2 separate regions of the Columba livia genome follow, and region 2 is linked to region 1. A link is a contact called in public Hi-C data. All regions are on one chromosome and are shown on one strand. The core of a region is the stretch at or near the end of the contact, and the rest is flanking DNA. Distances in the headings are between cores, read along the strand shown. Region 1 holds the start of TMEM233 (transmembrane protein 233). Region 2 holds the start of SUDS3 (SDS3 homolog, SIN3A corepressor complex component).

Region 1 (5,342 bases), core at 473-2,972:
AAAGTGGCATCTATCATAAACTGTTAGGATACTTGCAGAGAAAAGGCCTGTCATTCCCAGTTAGTTATATCCATGAGCAATTCAAGTAATGTATTATATCACGGATTCAGGCACTCTGCAGATATCTTTGTTTCCTTCAGCAACACTAAAAAAAACTACTAAAATCTGCTTGTCCAGATCTTAAGTTGGGCTCAACTCTTGTAGCTCTAGAAGCAATTGGCAGAAGAGGAAGGACACAAGAAAGAGAATACACTTAGAATGTGTACTGATGTGTAGTCTAACCAGGTAGCTTACTTTAAAAAAAATGGCAATGATGCCACCTTGTGTTTTTTGGTCTCATCGCAGTTGTTTACCCTAATGTTCAAGACTAACAGAAATTTTTGAAAGGTAGCAGGTTACTGTGCATCTCGCATATATCAAGTGTTATCATGATTTACAAAGGCTAAATTTTAGCACCCAACATGTCAAGATCAGACTGCCTGTATTTTCTTGATATCTTTTTAAAAGAGCCATTTTCTCTTGTGCCCTAATTTGCATAGCCACTAACCAGAGAGACAGCTGTGCCTTAACATTCAATGAATGTCTCTGTGGTTTGCTGTTCTTTTTAGATTGATTTCTTTGCTGCTTCTATTATGTTCCCTTTGCACTTTGATCCCTCATATTAGTGCAATAGTAATAGAGAAAAGCGTGAGCATAGCCAAATCTACTCTCTACTTACTTATACATCTTTCAAAAACAGCCTTAGAGGAAGGAGGATCTTGGTGCTCCTTCTGACTGGAATAGATAAAGGAAACTGTTGCATTTTAGGAAAAAGAAGATCATCACTGAATACTGGCTAATACTGGTAGAGATTCCAGATGAAGTTCTTATTTAACTTCAAGTTGCTTTAATATATGTACTGCAATGGTAGGTAGAAGACAGCTGCAAGTTTAAAACACAGAGACTTGAGCTGGAAGGATTCGGGATATAAACTGCAATGAAGATTGTAGAGTTTTGTCTTTAAGTCCTGTTAGAGCATATCCAGATGTTCTGAAAGTTGTATTAAAAATGTTTTGGTGATATAAAGCACTATACTAACTGTTTGCAGAAGCCATTACATTTGTTCTGTTGTCACAGTGGTCATATTTTCCCACGTTATCCCTCTCTCTCACATTAAACAAAAGCTCAGGAAAGAACTCTTTTCTGTTTCAGTTTGTACGTGAAAGTATTGTGCAGATGCCAGAAGAGGATTTCAGTCTGTGGTTTCAGACAAGAGCAGCCTGTCTCAGTGCACAGTCTTCTACCATTTAATCAAATGGTCACGAGATGGTTTTCCAGCTACGATGGTCCTCAAACAGAAAACTACTGGCTGTTGAGATTTGTCTCAATAAAGACTGGGGAAGGGGAGTGAACTTGAGGAAGTCCCACTAACCACTCTTGCACAACTGAAATTCGTCCCTCTACAGTGCTCCACTGGCTGTAGTTGGCCATAGAAAATAAAAGCTAAATACTGTTGTTCCTTCCTGTAAGATGTCTTGCAAAACAAGCATCTACTCAGTATGGATATACTGTTTTCCTCATCTAAATAGCATTGTCTCTGCTCTTAACTTAAGCTTTCCCTTATAAAAAATATCCCAAGCACAGGGTAGTTGTAAGTTTTAAGACACATTATTTTGCATTGGGTTTATTCTGTAGGTAGGCTGTGATTATGGATTAATTCTTGCCCTATTAAAATCAGCAGTGAAAAATCAAACATCCTTAGATGCATTTCCCAGGTTTTCACCTGAAGATATGGGTTTTTCCCCCCGTTACCTTAGCTTGTGTTTGCCATTACTCTGCTGGGTAAGATGGTAGAATGACGCCCCTGAACTCAGTGATAAATACATGACCTTTGTGAACCTGTTTGGGCTTAACCATGTATTAATATGTCATGGTGGGTCACAATTGCTGGGTGATGGAATCAGTGACCCACTGACCTTCGAAGCTGATGATCTTAATGAGCTGCTTACCTGCCTGTCAAAGCTTCCAGAGGACCCATTGCAGAGAAATGCTGCTGATCCTTCAGACACAATAAAGCCAGTTTAGGGTCCAGGTCAGTACAGCGACCAGTAACCTGTTATTGATTAATGGCTTTATTTTGTCCCCTTCCTCGTTATCAAGAGATAGATGTTTTTTGAAGAAAAGAACCAGTAACACAGATTTCTTTTAGTTTTACAGCCATCAGAAAAAGGTAAGCTCTTAAAGTTCTGTTGTCCTCCCACTTTTCTCATTATGTGTGTGCTGGTGATAAGCTAGCATTTGTACAGGTAGTGCAGCCATATTTTTCCCTGTTTGTGCCTTTTTTTTCCCCCTCCATCTCAAAATCAGTGGCAAACTTCCATCCAAAACTCTGCAGGATTGATGTAGTGGCCAGTGAAATCAGTGGTATTGCTTCTGCCAGATGAGCAGGATGAGGTCTCATTCTGACCTGTGAGACTTTAACTTCACTGTCTTCTATTTAACTTCCTTACAGCCCTCCATGTGTTTTGAGAAACCCCAATTCTGCCTTTCTTTTGAGATGATTTCACCATGATCTGAGTCAAGTTTCATTGTTGGTGCTGTTGTGTTACCCTGTGGTAACAGCTGAAACTACATGCAAACAAAAAATCTTAATTTAGCAGCTTGGGAGCTCCTGGTTGAATTGTAGTTACAAAAGGTGAAACCTTCATCTTGGTCCTTCCTCACTACATCGAACTGCAGATATAAGGTTGTGAGTTTTCCTTACATATAAGAAATGGAAACAAAGGGGTTTGTCCTCAGCTGGAGTACAGACGTCGTGCTGCCAAAATCAGAACTTCATACCAATCAAGCCTGTGACCTAATGCGTTTGCCTGCATGTAAGATGAGATGATTGTGCCAAATGTAATTAGCTAATGTCTGAGCAGCTCTTTGAGCTCCCAAAGCAGGATGCCAGTGCTGAATGTCAGGAGTCTCTAATGTTTTTGTGGGATTATGAAATATCTTATGTATGATTTTGTCTGACAATGGCTCTTCTCCTATTGCCACTAGGTTACAAAAGGGACTCCTCCTCTAGAAAGCAGATAATTTTTTTCTCCTCCTCCAGCACCAGCCTAATGAAAAAAAATTGTGTTTCTTTTACTCTAAGGTGGAGAAGAGCTGCTCTGGAGCAAAGTAGCAGCTTCTGTTTTCCTGCTTCATGACAAACTTAATTTCCTCAGGCAAGATCCTCAACCCTACTCAAGTATTTGCCAATATAAAGAACTGAAACAATACAGAGGATACAGGTCCGTAGCCAGCTTAAAACAAAAAAATACATAGGCTCTTTTAAATTTTGGGTTTCTTTTTTTTTTATTTTGGGTTCTGTTTGTTTGTTTGTTTGTTTTCCCCCATGCAGATATCTTGAATTCTCCCAAATATTCTCCCTGAACATCTCAATCTTCAAGTCGCCACTTCAGTAGGCCCTTGCAAGGTAGGTTCAAAGTCACCCATTTAAAACATTGGAGATGGATGCACAAAGAGTCTAAACAATTTGCTCAAGGTCAACAGCACGTGTGGTAAAGGTTCTGGTCCTTTATAGTTTCAGCTAGTGGGCCAGTCATTCACAAATTCTGTTAGCCAAAACACACCGTGCAAGCTTGGGTTGGTCACTTCATGCACTGAAGGGATGTATGGGGAACTCAGACTACGAATTCACAGCCAGAATCTTGATCTGTTTCTTGCTGCCTCATGTGTTCCCAATGTCATCCAAACCCCACCCTCCTCAGATCACACCTGTGTGAAACTGAAATAAGAACATTTTCCTGGGTCTCACTAGTAACAGGGCAGAAAATTATTGTTGCACGAGAATTGCTTGGATATTGGGCTGACAAGCATTACAGGAAAACTCATCAACTAAAGTAATAAGTAAAGCCTGTTTCACCATTCACCCTTCCCTTCTGCCTCACAACAGTTCTGAAATTGTCATCTCAAAGCTCTTTTCACAGCAAAGATTTCGTCATGGCAGAAAAGAAGCCAACCATCCTATTATACTAACAACAATACTCCAACTGTGATTTATGTTGAACATAAAAAGCAGCATGTTATAAATAGGGATTATAAAACAAACATCTCTGTCTGTCTTGGAGATAGGCTTTTTTATTGTAAGTAAATGTCACAATCATTGTAGGGCTATTCAAAAATCAGGGTACATTTTTCTAATTGGAATTTCAGCTTCATGTATCACCACTTTCTTCTGCTGTCTTGTATATTAATGGCACCATGCCAGCATGTTAAAGAGATGCATCTATATTTGGCCTCACATTAATAACAGCAATTCTATTTGCCAAGTTTTAATAAATTTCGCTGTTGTATCATTGCAGAAGATATAAGCTCAGGCTAACAAACCCCATGATATTTGGGCCCAGCTCCAGATCCTGTTAAGGTTAGTGGAAAAGTTCTTATTGACCCTGTTTACTGTCGATTACTGTAAAATCAGAATAGGTGCTTACAACAAGTGCAAAGGCTCATATTGTAACCAGCAGTTCGATCTTTTATTCAAGCCACTGTTTGTAGCTGTACTTTTTGTTATGCAGCAAGCCTACACGAAGCAAAATAAAAATATGCTTCCCAGTAGGAAAGGTGACCAAGCACCAAAAGAAAGTAATCAAAGAGAAAAAAAGATGTGACAGAATGAATTGCAGCTGGGAACAGTTCTCAGATACCCCAATCTTAATTTCCTATCTCTGGTGAGATTTCTTCTCATGTGCCTAAGAGCTTCCAAAAAAGGACCAGGGCTGGACTTGTACCAAGGGTATGAGGACATTGGTCTGGACAAATCCTTCAGTTGCTCAGTGGCAGAGAGGTTCCTGTATAGACCCATTCTTCTCGTGAAGTCCCCATCCTATTCCTCTGGCTACAGACTTCTAAAGACTTTATTTCCTCTTTCTGGATGTTGAAAGGTTCAGAGGCATTTTATTGGGAAGTATGTCTGAGTAATGATTTAATGACTTAGTACTATTAAGGGCTCGTTTATGTAAAATAATATCAGAGCTGTTTTGAATCATTAGAGTAGAAATAATGACATTAAATATATTTGTAGATAGGACTGTTTTTCTTCCACTGCCTAGAGTGCAATGAGTGGAAATAAAGCTTAATCTTTCCCATTTTGGCTGGAATTGAATCACACCTTTGACAGTGATAGCAGGTTCTGTATCAGGGAAGGTCACCTGAGCCAGTCCAACAGGATCATCTCCTAGAGAAGCTGGATGAGCAGTTTTTAGAAGCAGACATCCTACCCTCTCCATTTCTGATATAACCCACACAAGGGTTGGCATGGCTTGTTCCATCCCACTCCTCAGTTCTTCTCTGTATGAAACGTGTTTTCC
Region 2 (5,199 bases), core at 2,083-4,582, 180 kb before region 1:
GGCTCCCGCCGCTCACCTGGTGCCGGCCGGCGGCAGCGGGACACGTCCGCGGCGCCCGGGAGGGAGAGAGGGAGGGAGAGTGTCCGCCGGGCCGTCCCCGTCCCCGCCGCTTCCTGCCACGGCCCCGCCGCCGCCCGAGGTGCGGCTGCCCCCGCCAGGCGCGGCCAATCGCGCGGCCGCTCGGCGATCGGCTCCACGGCCTGTCCGCCGCGGGGCGGGAGGGAGGGGAAGGAGGAAGGGAACAAGCATCGGCGCTCGGCTACCCAGGCAGAGGGAGATCGCCTCATCGATCGCGCTCCCCTGAAGCATCGGCGCTCGATTGGGCCGCCTGCGCGGCGGCGCCGCCGGGAGCGGAGGTTCCGGGGCGGTGGTGCCGGTACCGGGGGCGGGATCGCCCCCGAACCCCGTGTGGGGCCCTCAGCGCCGGGGGTGGGCCCAGAGCGGGCTCGGGGGTGTGAGGAAGGGATGTCTGGGCCCAGAGCGGGCTCGGGGGTGTGAGGAAGGGATGTCGGGGCCCAGAGCGGGCTCGGGGGTGCGAGGAAGGGATGTCGGGGCCCAGAGCGGGCTCGGGGGTGCGAGGAAGGGATGTCGGGGCCCAGAGCGGGCTCGGGGGTGTGAGGGCCGGGTCGGCGTCTGGTCAAAAGGCAGTTCTGAATCTTCAAATACCCGCTGTCAGCACTGGGGGAGCCTTGACAGCGGCTGTGTGGCCTGTGCCAGGAGTTAGAGATTCCTAGTAACAGAAAGAAATAAAATTCCAAGTTAACAGGGGTGTGCCTGAACGAGGAGAGGCCTCGAAGGAGAAAAAGGAGTTTTAGCGGTGGTTGGGAGGTCTGGATTAAGAAGAGCTCAGAGCAGAAAGGGTAAGGTGATATAATGCTGTTCTTGTAATGCTTTGTGGTTCCCTACAGCCCCTGAATTTAGAGACAAATACTCCTTCCTTTGTAATTGTAGAGCCCCACAGTGGCTTATCCTTTGAGAGTTTTTGAGTATTGTTTTGCCAAACAGAGCTGAAGGAGCAGAGATTTATCTTCTGCCTCCTGCAGCCTCGTTCTGCTAATTTCTGACAGTTGTTTTCCTCCTGGACTTTCTTCTAGGACCATCAGCATGTGGCCCTTTGAAACTAAAGGTACAGAGGCTCGAAAGTAATGTGTTCCAGGCTCAGGGTGTTGGTGTTTGTTCTGTTCTTCAAAGGCCGTGGTTCTGTATTACAGGTTTTCTTGCTGCAGTCATCTTATTCATGCAATAAATGAACCACCATGATCTCTGTTTATAAGTTGGGCTTTGTAACCTTCTTGTCTCTGTTTCTTACAATTGAAAAGAAAAACACAGTGAGTGCGATTTCCGTGTCAGCTACTCTGTGAAAAGCCGATGAAGCAAGAGGCAGAAATCTTTCTTCAAACAGAGCAAATGTATATAAAACAATAACTGAGTCGTGGTGAGAAAAACACCTTTGATGAAAACATGAGCCAAGAAAAATAGCTTGAGAGAGACATTTAAACTTTCCATGATAGCTCTTTGGGGCAGAGACAGTTAAGTTTCTGCATTTGTCAGGGAAACATGGCATTCCTGGAAGCTGAACCTCCTCCCTTGGGTTCCCACTGAATGCCTGAGAGATGACAGCAGAGGGTGTCTCCAGGAGGCTAATATTAAACATGAGGAATTAGTGTGAAGGGAGCAACGGCGAGATTCCAGTTTTGACCACAGAACGAGCTAAAAAACTTCGCATCAGCAGCTGTGCACAGTTTCTTACTCATTTGCTGCTTGCAGCTCCTGCTGTTCAAAGGGTTCCTGTGTGCCCTAGTGTTAGTAAACGCACCTGCCTTCTCTGTGATGTGTGAGACCGGCTGCTCCTGGGTGTAAATCTGCTTAGGATGAGCAGAAAGTGCTAAGGCAGCGTAACATGGGATAAATTAACCTTGGGAGGGCAGCTGCGGTGCAGACATGCTTGCAACTGTTTTGCTGCCCGCAGCAGGACAAACCGAGCGTGCAGGGGAGCTGGGTGAATGGACAGATAGAAGAGGTGCAGATAGGAAATGGGGAAGAAAAGAGGAAAATGGTGTTTATAAAGCTTTAAGAGGGCTCCGGTTAGTTCTGGGAAAGGGCTTTGGGCAGTCCCAGCTCTATTTTTAACTGTATGACTTCGGGAAAGTTATCTGAACAATTTAAGCCAGGCGTGAGTCTGTAGGGAAAGGACAAACCTGAGGGCGCTGGGTGCAGCGTGGGCACCCGGGCGGCTCACGCGATGTGGCAGCTGCCACCACACCCTTTCCTGTTTGCCCTGTGGCCACTGGCAGCCCTGCCAGCTACCGCTGCCCGAGCGGGGAGGAAGGGAAAGGTTTGCCTTCCAAAATGCTGATAACCCCTTGCACCTGGCTTTACTCAGCAATGGGGGAGTGACAAATAGCTCTGCCATTCTGTCTCCCATGTGCACAGCCAAATGCCCTCAAATGGATATGGAGCTCTGGGAACTGCTCTTGCTAGTGTTTAGTGTTGATTTTTAGCTGTGTCTCAGCCTCGTCTCCTGTAAAGGGTAATATTTACTTACGTGAAAAGGTATCAGGTGTACTTCGTGTGGGTGTTCCCGGTTAAAAATTGTCAGTCAGGGCAAACAGATCTTTGGGGTGAGCTACAGGAAGGCAAAGTGCGCACACTGCATTATTGCAGTTCTTTTCAGCACAAAGAGTGTGACCTGGTGCTGCTCTCGACTGCTGAACGCCCGGTTCAGTGAGTTTGAAAAAGCGCTGCCGGGGGTTTGAGTAGATAAAACCTATTTTATTTCCTTTCCCTTGATGAGATGTTTATAGTATCCCACTGAGTCACTAAGTTGTACGTTTGAGGAACACACCTCACAAGGGTTAAGGTAGGCATTTAGTGCGGCTCTGCTGGAAGCAATGAGACTAATCCTTCACAGGTGACTTAGAGTTGCAGAAAAGGGCTACATGAGATATTTAGCCTGAAATATTGATGGGAGGCATTTTTATATGGAGTGGGATCTTGTATTTAGCGGTTCCTGCATGTGAATCTTGCTCCAGGATCTAGATCTTGGTCCTTAATTTTGTAGCAGTGGCTAATCAAGAGGACGACCTATGTCTGGCAGACATGAGGTATCCATAATGGCTTTAGGCGCCTTTTCCACGGAAACTGGTGTTCACTGGCGTGAAGCAGCTGTTCCACCTGGGTAAAGGCAAGATCACAGTACCATGCCTTGCTGGGAGTATGGAATACAGAATGGTTGGGGTGGTTGGGACCTCTGGAGATCATCTAGTCCAACCCACCTGCTAATTTCTAAAAACAAAATAAATCTATTTCCAGCACGTGAGGTCCTGCTCTCTCTGGCAAGCAGCAGCACTGTGACATGCCCGTGTCCTGCAGCACAGGCATTTCACGGCATATGGGCTCATCCTGGTGGCAAAAAGGAAGACTACAGGTCTCCGGAGATGCAGACAAAGCCCTCTTTCTCTCCGTGAAAAGTAAAGCCTGGCAGACACAACCTCCGTCTAAGTTGCTGGAGGAGCCGGGACTCGAACTCTTAACCCGCCGCCAGTGACCGCCCCCCAAGGACCCCCTTTAGGTGCCCTCCGCGTTCGCCGGGCGGTGGCGCTCCGGTAGTGGGCGGGCGGACGGCCGGCAGGAAGCGGAAGTGGCGGCGCGGGTCCTGGCGCCGTTACCGGGCGGAGGCGCGGGCCCGGGGCGGCAGCTCCGTCCTGTCGCTATGAGCGCGGCCGGGCTGGTGTCCGCCACGCCGCCCGCCCCCGCGCCGCCTGGGGCGCCCGCCCCCGCCATGCCCCCCGGGCCCGAGTACTACGAGGAGGAGGAGCTGGAGAGTGCCGAGGAGGAGGACGGCGACAGGAGCGCTCGGGCCCGCGACTCCGATGAGGGTCGGTAACGCGGCGGACGGGACCGGGACGGGCTTTGGTGCTCCGGGAGAGCGGGGACTGGCGCAGGGGGGAGAAGCGGAGGCATCTGGGGCCCATGGGGGGTGGTGGGAAGCTCTCAGCGAGGTGGGGGTGAGGAGGGGGAGGAACGCGTTTGGGGAAGAAAGGCCTGAGTGGGGTTTGGTGGAGAAAGGGTCTGGGACAGCGAGGAAATGGGAGGAAAAGGAGGCCTGTTAGCTGGCTGCGGTTCCCTGTGTGACAGGAGAAAAGCGAAGCGGTGGAGAGGTGGGCTTGAAGTGGTTTTGCAGGTGAAGAAGAGGCGGGAAGAGCCTCGGGAGCTGGGATGGAGCGTATGAGACAACGGGGTGAAAACGGTGGAGAAATGCGGTGTATGAAGCTTGGTTATATCTCTGTGGGGTAAAGGGACAAGAGGGAAGAGGGTATTTAATGTAGAAGTAAGTGTGGAAAGAAGTAAGGGGTGCAAGACAGCGTTGAGGACAGAGGGGTTTTGTAGAGGGACTGGGAAAGCAGTGGAGAAGAGAAAATGGAAGTAAAACCTAAAGTATTCTGGGCTGTGTGATGCATAAAATAACAAATAAGGCAGGTGAAGAATGACCCTTCAACAGTTGTTGTTGCTCTGTCAGCCAGAGTCCTTCATAGATTTTGAAATAGCTCAGTGCGATGTGGAGCTGGGAAGCCAAGTTCAGATCCCGCTGACAAACTTTGTTTCCTGCAGTGAGACCTTTGTGGTCAACCTGAACTGCATCTAGTTGTGGTATTTTCGTTCTGGGCTGTTTCGGGTCAAGATGCAGAATCAGTTACAGCTGGTTCAGTCATTGTTTTCCATACAGTATGCTCTGTCATGAGTGGAACCACAGGAATGAGTCTGGAATATTTTTCAGAATCTTTAGACTGTTTATGTCTTTGTGAGTGTTAATGTACAACCTGTTGTCTTAAACTGGGAAGAAATTACCAGACTATCTTAAACTGAAGCTGTTTAGATTTGATGTAAATGTCATTGCTAAACTGCCAGAGGGTTTACACAGGTGAACTGGTGAATTCATGCTTGCAGGAAAGAGGTAAGACGGTTTGTTTCATTTCTGAATTCACCTCTCTAGAGGCCTGTCTGGTTATGTATTTGAGGTTAAATTGCCTGAGGTTTGGGGATTTGTTTGCTTTTAAATAATTTACTACTTTGTTGGGGTTTTTTTTGGTACTTCTTTAGTTGTAACAAGTTATTTTTACCTCGTGTAGACACTGAGGATGCCAGTGAAACAGACCTGGCGAAACATGAGGAAGAGGACTTTGTGGAAATGAAAGAACA

What was found. A called contact is a pair of places that touch in the nucleus more often than the background predicts.
Region 2: a Hi-C map of crop shows a contact between it and region 1, with 3 times the contacts expected there. The contact joins the promoter of SUDS3 here to the promoter of TMEM233 in region 1. A contact is called at or near these places in 2 of 2 Hi-C or Micro-C datasets (crop and liver).

Annotation. Positions count from the first base shown.
Region 1 is chr17:10,616,731-10,622,072 of bColLiv1.pat.W.v2, reverse strand. It overlaps TMEM233 (transmembrane protein 233), which reads left to right and starts at 1,722. Exons shown (of 7, transcript XM_065033804.1): 1 at 1,722-3,263; 2 at 3,374-3,448; 3 at 4,338-4,399. It overlaps CCDC60 (coiled-coil domain containing 60), which reads left to right. Exons shown (of 13, transcript XM_065033780.1): 13 at 1,192-1,496. The coding sequence ends at 1,390.
Region 2 is chr17:10,802,591-10,807,789 of bColLiv1.pat.W.v2, reverse strand. SUDS3 (SDS3 homolog, SIN3A corepressor complex component) reads left to right here and starts at 3,332. Exons shown (of 12, transcript XM_021284455.2): 1 at 3,332-3,878; 2 at 5,130-5,199. The coding sequence starts at 3,713. It overlaps TAOK3 (TAO kinase 3), which reads right to left and starts at 188. Exons shown (of 21, transcript XM_065033816.1): 1 at 17-188. LOC110357220 (a long non-coding RNA gene) reads left to right here and starts at 288. Exons shown (of 2, transcript XR_002410753.2): 1 at 288-860; 2 at 1,095-1,273.